2 separate regions of the Zea mays genome follow, and region 1 is linked to region 2. Evidence: chromatin contacts called from public Hi-C data. All regions are on one chromosome and are shown on one strand. The core of a region is the stretch at or near the end of the contact, and the rest is flanking DNA. Distances in the headings are between cores, read along the strand shown. Region 1 holds the start of LOC107275243. Region 2 holds the start of LOC100381605.

What was found. Hi-C and Micro-C count contacts between places; a contact is called where the count stands out from the background.
Region 1: a Hi-C map of bundle sheath shows a contact between it and region 2, with 2.6 times the contacts expected there. The contact joins the promoter of LOC107275243 here to the promoter of LOC100381605 in region 2. A contact is called at or near these places in 3 of 25 Hi-C or Micro-C datasets (bundle sheath, endosperm and leaf).

The regions. Positions count from the first base shown.
Region 1 is chr5:168,138,083-168,141,666 of Zm-B73-REFERENCE-NAM-5.0, forward strand. It overlaps LOC107275243, which reads left to right and starts at 1,593. Exons shown (of 4, transcript NM_001320535.1): 1 at 1,593-1,870; 2 at 2,532-2,568; 3 at 3,198-3,570. The coding sequence starts at 1,816.
Region 2 is chr5:167,950,908-167,954,420 of Zm-B73-REFERENCE-NAM-5.0, forward strand. It overlaps LOC100381605, which reads right to left and starts at 1,439. Exons shown (of 9, transcript NM_001174423.1): 1 at 1,379-1,439; 2 at 716-893; 3 at 300-623; 4 at 1-205. The coding sequence starts at 819.

The DNA.
Region 1 (3,584 bases), core at 343-2,842, 190 kb after region 2:
GATCATAGCGTCCGCGGGAGGGAGAAGCCAGTGCCAGCCCAAGCTGGCATGGCTGGCTCGCATCGCGCATATATACGCAAACGTGGCAGGTTTCAGCTTGGGCACCGTACCGCTAGCCTAGGCTGCCGCTGGAGCTGGACGACAGAGCCGATTGCAAGAAGCCAGGATCAGAATTAGATGGACCCTAGGCATGCAGTTTGATTGAGCTTGGACATCCATCATATATCATCGTTGGAAGCTATAAGCTAGCTAGCTAGCTAGCATCACGTACGTGCTGCTACGTACATTTGGCTCTCGATCGATCAGAGGCCGGCCGGTGTCGTCGTCGTCGTAGACTCGTAGGTATGAAAATAATTGTACGGCGGTCAGATCATTTCCGTCTCGATCGATCGTCCTTGGGTTGTCCGTTTTTAGTTTTTACTACTACGTACTGTACATGCGAGCGTTTACCTTAAAAGCATCGAAACGCTCGTCGTTAGCCTGCTGCGTCAAGTGCAGTGAGTACCTCCACTCCGATCCAGGCGGCTGCATCAAGCAGCAAATGCAAGCTAGAAGGGATGCCCCAAGCACACTAGCTAGCTAGTACTAGTCCACAAATACGCAGCTCACACCTTGCCATATATCCCGGTCATATCATACGTGTACCACCCACCCTTACCGTATCCGTGTATGCGGGCGGGGGTGGGTCACCCATTAATTGCCGGCGATATTTTGGCGGTAACGTGGCGCCGCGAACCAGGCTAGCAGGGAGCCAGGGGCTAGGCGGCTAGCACCACAGACGATCTGGAGCAGAGCACATGACATGCGACCTCGAGGAGCGCCCCCCACCCTGAACCCCCCACGGGACGGAACACGTAAAGAGCACTTCCATTCCATTCCGTCCATTCCACCAGCAGGAAGAAGGAACGACCACATCACTGCTTCCCGTTCGTTCGTTCGGCACGCAGCTGCCTGCGCCTGCGTGTGTGTGTGCACGACTTGCTTGCGAGGCCAGCACTGGTGTGCAGTCCGTTGGCCCTCCCCCCGCAAAGTTCGTCACGACGCTGGGATGTGCCGTGTCTTTTGTAGAAAGCGTGAGCGGGCCGTTACGACAACTAGCAGGGCACACAAGGGCAAGTGCAGGCGAGGCGACTCACGTACGTACAGTTAGCGTGTGACCAGCTAGCTGCTGCTGCGCCTGCGCCGCATCATCAGACGCCCTGCAGGAACCGCGGGGCTTGGGCCGGACGCCGCCGCCGCCGCCTCTGCCTCTGCTGGTGGTGGAGTTTGACATGTCACGAGGCGTTACGACGAAACGAAAACAGAGCCACTGAGCCAGTGCGACGCGCAACCACAAAATAGATGGCCGGCTACCCTCTCTCTCTTTCTCTCCCCCCGCGGCGCCAAAAAAGCAAGCGCGACGCGACAAGTCGTTGTGTAATCATGTAGATCTAACGGGTCCACTCAGGAGCTAATGACTCACCTCTCCGTGCTCACCTCCTCTTCTTGAGGCTTGAGCTCTCTCTTCCTCTCTCCCCTCAGCTCATCTCCACCGTCTCCCTATATATAGGATGCTCTGCCGGCTCCAAGGTTCCCAAGCGCCCAAGGCAGCGGAGAGAGCTAGCTCCCTCCTCCTCCTCAGGTAGCGAGCGAGCGAGCTCCTCTGCCCCTCTGCACACCTGGCCTCCCCTTCTCCGCTGCAGGACCGCCGTTGACGACTGCTCCACCAGTACTGCGCGCGCCCGCGCTGCCTACCCTTACCTAGCCAGAGCGCGGCGCGCGAGAGGGAGAACGACCAGGAGGGGAGGAGATCGATCGATCGATCGATCGAGATAGATGGCTTTCCTCAACATGGAGCAGCAGACCTGGGCCTTCACCTTCGGTATCCTAGGTACATATATACTGTCAGTCTGTCACTCGTAGCTACTAATTAACCGCATCAACGGAGCCGCCCTGCCGTCTTCGTCCTCGTCAGTGTTTCTGCATTGTTTTCCTTCCTTGTCCCAAGTCCTTTGAGACGCACGCATACATGATACATGCATGGCATCATCGTCTCCCAAGTCCTAGGTACAGTTTCATCACCGCGCGCCTCTCTCAGATATGTGTCGTCGTACAGGACAACACAACACGTCCTCGTCAATCTACTAGCTATATGCGCTAATAACCACCTCTTCCTTTCCGAGCCACGGCACAGTATAGCCTGCCATCCGAACGAACGGAACCGCCCAAAACCCAACTTTTTTTGGGCCTAACTAATGCGGTGGTTAGCCCAAACAAAGAAACCAGGGCAGTCATACATTTTACATGTAGTACCTGCTTGACGACGGGAACCAACACAACGGCGCGCCGCGAGGAGAGTTTGTTCCATTTCCTCCGCCTGCAGGCTAGCTGCAGCTAATAACCCCGGCCGCCGGATGTTCTCCTTCTCGCATGCTTTTTTTTTGGGGGGTTCTTTCTCCGCCTCCTGCTCTTCGTCTGTTCTACCATCGTCGATCACACAGCAATTTGACTGACCGCGTCTGTCCTTCCGACCTTGCCGTTTTGCTTTGCAGGTAACATAATCTCGCTGATGGTGTTCCTTTCGCCGCTGTAAGTAACTCTCTGCTTTAATTTATTTAACCTAGCCGTGAACTTTTCATATTTACGTTTACAGTATCCAGTACCATGCATAATATACTACCAATATGTTTCTATGTATATTCAGTAAAGGGAAGCGTCCAAAATATATACTGCCATCAGGTATGATGAGAACATATATATAAAGAACATGGCACGCACGCATGCGTATCTCACTGTTGAATGAATGACGTGCCATCATCGTCCATGCTCTTCTAGATCCTTTTCCTTTAATTTATGCGTGGTTCTAGATCCCCCTATATATATATATATATATATATATATATATATATATATATATATATATATATATATATATATATATATATATATATATATATATATATATATATATATATATATATATATATATATATATATACGTACACCTGAAGACAACATAGCTAGCTAGGAAATAAACTCGTTGGGAATTGAATTGTCGCATTAATAACGTCACTTTAATCAGTTGCGAGCCAGTACGTGTCACTGTTCGGTGGTTGCGTTGCACATGCTTTTAGTATGGAACAGCGCACGCAATCTAGTAATAATTAATCTAAAAAATCACACGGTAAAAAATATTCGTTCCCGCTGATCCCGCGCAGGCCGACGTTCTACCGCGTGTACCGCAAGAAGTCGACGGAGGGGTTCCAGTCGACCCCGTACGTGGTGACGCTGTTCAGCTGCATGCTGTGGATCTTCTACGCGCTGCTCAAGTCCGGCGCCGAGCTGCTGGTGACCATCAACGGCGTCGGGTGCGTGATCGAGGCGGCGTACCTGGCCGCGTACCTGGTGTACGCGCCCAAGGCCGCCAGGGCGCTGACGGCCAAGATGCTGCTGGGGCTCAACGTCGGCGTCTTTGGACTCGCCGCGCTCGCCACCATGGTGGTCTCCAGCGCCGGCCTCCGCGTGCGCGTGCTCGGCTGGATCTGCGTCAGCGTCGCGCTCAGCGTATTCGCCGCGCCGCTCAGCATCATGGCACGTATCTAATT
Region 2 (3,513 bases), core at 189-2,688:
AAGAAGCCGCAATCTGGGACCAGCATGAATGGCAAGCATACTCAAAGGATAGTTTTTCCTATCACTCATGAGTCCATCCTCTCGGCTATCCAAAAGGGCATCTTGAACATGTGCTTGTAAGGCTTTGGAAAGTTTAGCACTCACTTCACTCCACATATCGTTGGGGTCAAATGCAGCATTCCTTTCAGGCAAGAACTTTAGGTCCCTAAATTTGTGAAAAGGAGTCGCGTTAGCAGTTATTTTTTCTGCTATGCCACCACTCTGATATCTAGAAGTAATAATTATGGAGCTAGTCTTACCTACCAGAATGAGAGGAGCTTGGCTCTGGAATATGTTGAGAAACATTCTGATTTCTGACACGAGGAGATGTCTGCCCAGAGGGTACAACTCCAGCCAAATATGCAAAAACCATGCTGATAGTGAGAAGAGCTTCATCCGAAATCAGTATTAGATTTGGTGAGACCATGCTCTCCGAATCCATGAGTGGCTGCAAACAGTAACATTTAACTGAAGTTTCCACCCTGTGATCCCTTCCATGAAAACCAAAAGGGGTAAATGCAACACTTGTCCATTCTCTTGCTGCTTTGGATTGGCATGGAAGATGAATCTTGAGGGCGTAGTTCCTGCAAACAAAGTAAATGCGAAAAAAGTTGGATGGCAACCCAACAACTCAAGACTATCTCAACGTAAGGATGGGGGGAAAAAGAATGGCAACCTCTTTGGATCCATGATTGGCATATTCAACTTGCTGTTGGACCAGGTCCATCTCCCTTGATACTGGCCTCTCACTCTCAGCGTTGCCAATGAACATTCGGCCATTAGAGGATTACTAGAGCTCCTGACTAGTGTTCAGTGCATCACAAAGGTGCGAAGGGAGAAAGAAGCATTGTTTCCTGCATAAGAAAACAAGTATCAGAATTTCTGGTGAACTAGAGTCGTTAGTGAATATATAGATAAATGTGAAGACTGCGTGATCAACCGAAACAGACAATTTTACACAGGATTCTAGGTGTATGTTTCCCATCACAAAGCTGTAGCTTCCTATTCGTATGTCCTACCACCTGAAGCTGAAGCAATAACATTCCAATCAACAGCAAATGCGCAAGTTAGATCTGGCTAAATCTAATTCGATTTCCTGCGTTGAGGTTTATTGATGACTCCTTCACAGAAGCACGGAAGGCAGGGGGCACAATGTGTCTTGGTGGCAAGTGGCAACCAATCCGTAAGCCGTAGCAGAAGCAAATGTATCTCTTGCCAGTGGGAGGCTGGAGCTCCAAGGCCAAGCAGCCCCAGATCAAGGGCGGACCCAGCCTCCGAACCCTAACCCGGTCATGCCGACAACCTGAGAGGAGGAGGGAGGAGGAGGAGGAGGACCCACCTTGCCGCTGTTCCTAGTCACCGGAGCTCGAGCCCACGAATCGGAGCACGAGGAGAGAGAGAGGGCGGCTGACCTCGGACAGCAACAATGCTGCGAAGATAAGGTTTGGGGAGCGTTGCCGTTGGATCTTCCGCCTGGGCATCCGACGGACCACGGAGGCGCGCACGCCAAGCTTCTCCCGTGCGCAAAAGTGTGCGCACAAGGACCCTGTTTGTTTGTTTTTTTTCCTTCTCACCCCACTTAGATTCTACCCCCTCGGTCACAAATGTTGATCATTCTCATTTTTTAGGAATCAAACATTTTTATCTTTAACTATATTTATATAAAAAATATTAATATTTGTTATGAATCAATACGATATAAAGTTGATCAAACATAGAGAAGATATAGATTTAACGTGGAACAAATCAAAGTGAAAAAACCGCGGACGCCGGCTAGAAGAATATCACTATTTTTTGGGTGGTTACAGATCGCAGAAGATTTACAATTAGGTCGATCTCCTGCAGATTACAAGTGTATTTATAAAGGCTAAACCCTAAGGTGAGTAGGAAACGATTTGTACCGCGGGGGCCTTCGCTTCGCTCGCCAACTTGGCCCTCTTCTTCAGAATTTAGATCACAAACTCAACAATATTTATAGTACATAATTAATATCATTAGATAGATCTTTGAATTTATTATTATAGTAAAATTATTTGAAGACACAAATATTGCTAATATATTCTATAAATCTAATCAAACTTAAGAAAGTTTGACTGACACGAATACCATAGCGACAAACATTTATGAACAAAGGAAGTAGGAAACACAATGATTCTCTCGATTATTTATGGCATATTTGGAAGGACTTTACTTTTAAAATTCCAGGTCCGTTCTAGCTTCTTCCATCCAAGCAGGTCAAACTTCACGAGCTCTAGCTTTAAAAAATTAAAACTAGAGACTACTTTCATGAAATTTACGAAGCTCTTCAAAGGGTGCTTCACAAACACTATTTTCACATCTCATCATGAAGTTGCATGAAAATTACCAACCATGCCACTGGTTACACAACATAGCGCTTTGATTTTCTCGTGACAACCACTAATTATCAAGGGTAATAAGAAAACTCACATAAATCAATTGCATTACAGAAGCTGGAGCCCATGTACAAGTCAAACACTACTCGAACCCACTTCAACAATTTGTTAGAGCTGTTTTATGATGAAGCTGGAAACCCGAAGCTGAAATTTTTGAAGTGAAACTCTCCTAAACATACTCTTAATTTCTGCTTATCAAATTCAATTATGAACCGTAGACTTTGTAAGAAGCAAAAATAATTTAGACGCTCAGTTGGACTATCACTTTGAATTAAAGCCAATTGTTCGGACTATTTCAACTGTAACCATAGATACAAAACACTGTAGAAATAGTAGAAGCAGTTTCGGATTAAAGCCAAGCGAACAGATTGTCGCTTATTTTCATCCATAAACGTATTATAAGTGAAATTAAACATGCTCAAGAAGGGAAAGGGGTGGGCATAGCCGTGTGGATAGGGCTAGAAATGACCCAAGCCGAGCTCAACTTAGTGGTTGATCAATCTCGACTTGGCTCAAACGAGTTGAAGAATGAGTTTGGGCTCATCTCTAAGTTGGCTCGTGAGCTGACTCGATTAGCAAGTTATACCCTAATAAATGTTATTACATTATATGTGTCAGGGGTAATAATTAGGGAAACCCGAATTACCCCCTAACAAACGCACACAGAGAAACAAGGACGAAAACCTTCGAGGGGCGACAGCCAAGCTACCCACAAAAAACCGAGACATCTCCCCGAGAGTCTCCCACCTCAGGCAGGACTCCGCCTCGCCCGAGGTCACCGCTGCACCGTCTGTCTCGCCCGAGCCAGCCTTAGGAAAATAGGACAGGGTCGCCCAAAAACAGGAAGGAGACATGCGCATTTAGTGTGTGCGCCAACCCACGCTGCGTTAGCATAGCTCGGTGACTCACGAGACAACGATCACGTCTAGCGCAACAGCATGATTACGTCTACACTACAGTGTGCGCACGTCGCCTGCCTCCCTCTGATGGGACGCCTAATACGACAAGCCGAGCAGACTAGCCTTCGGGCGCAATCTCTCTGCCTCGCCCGACCCCAGGT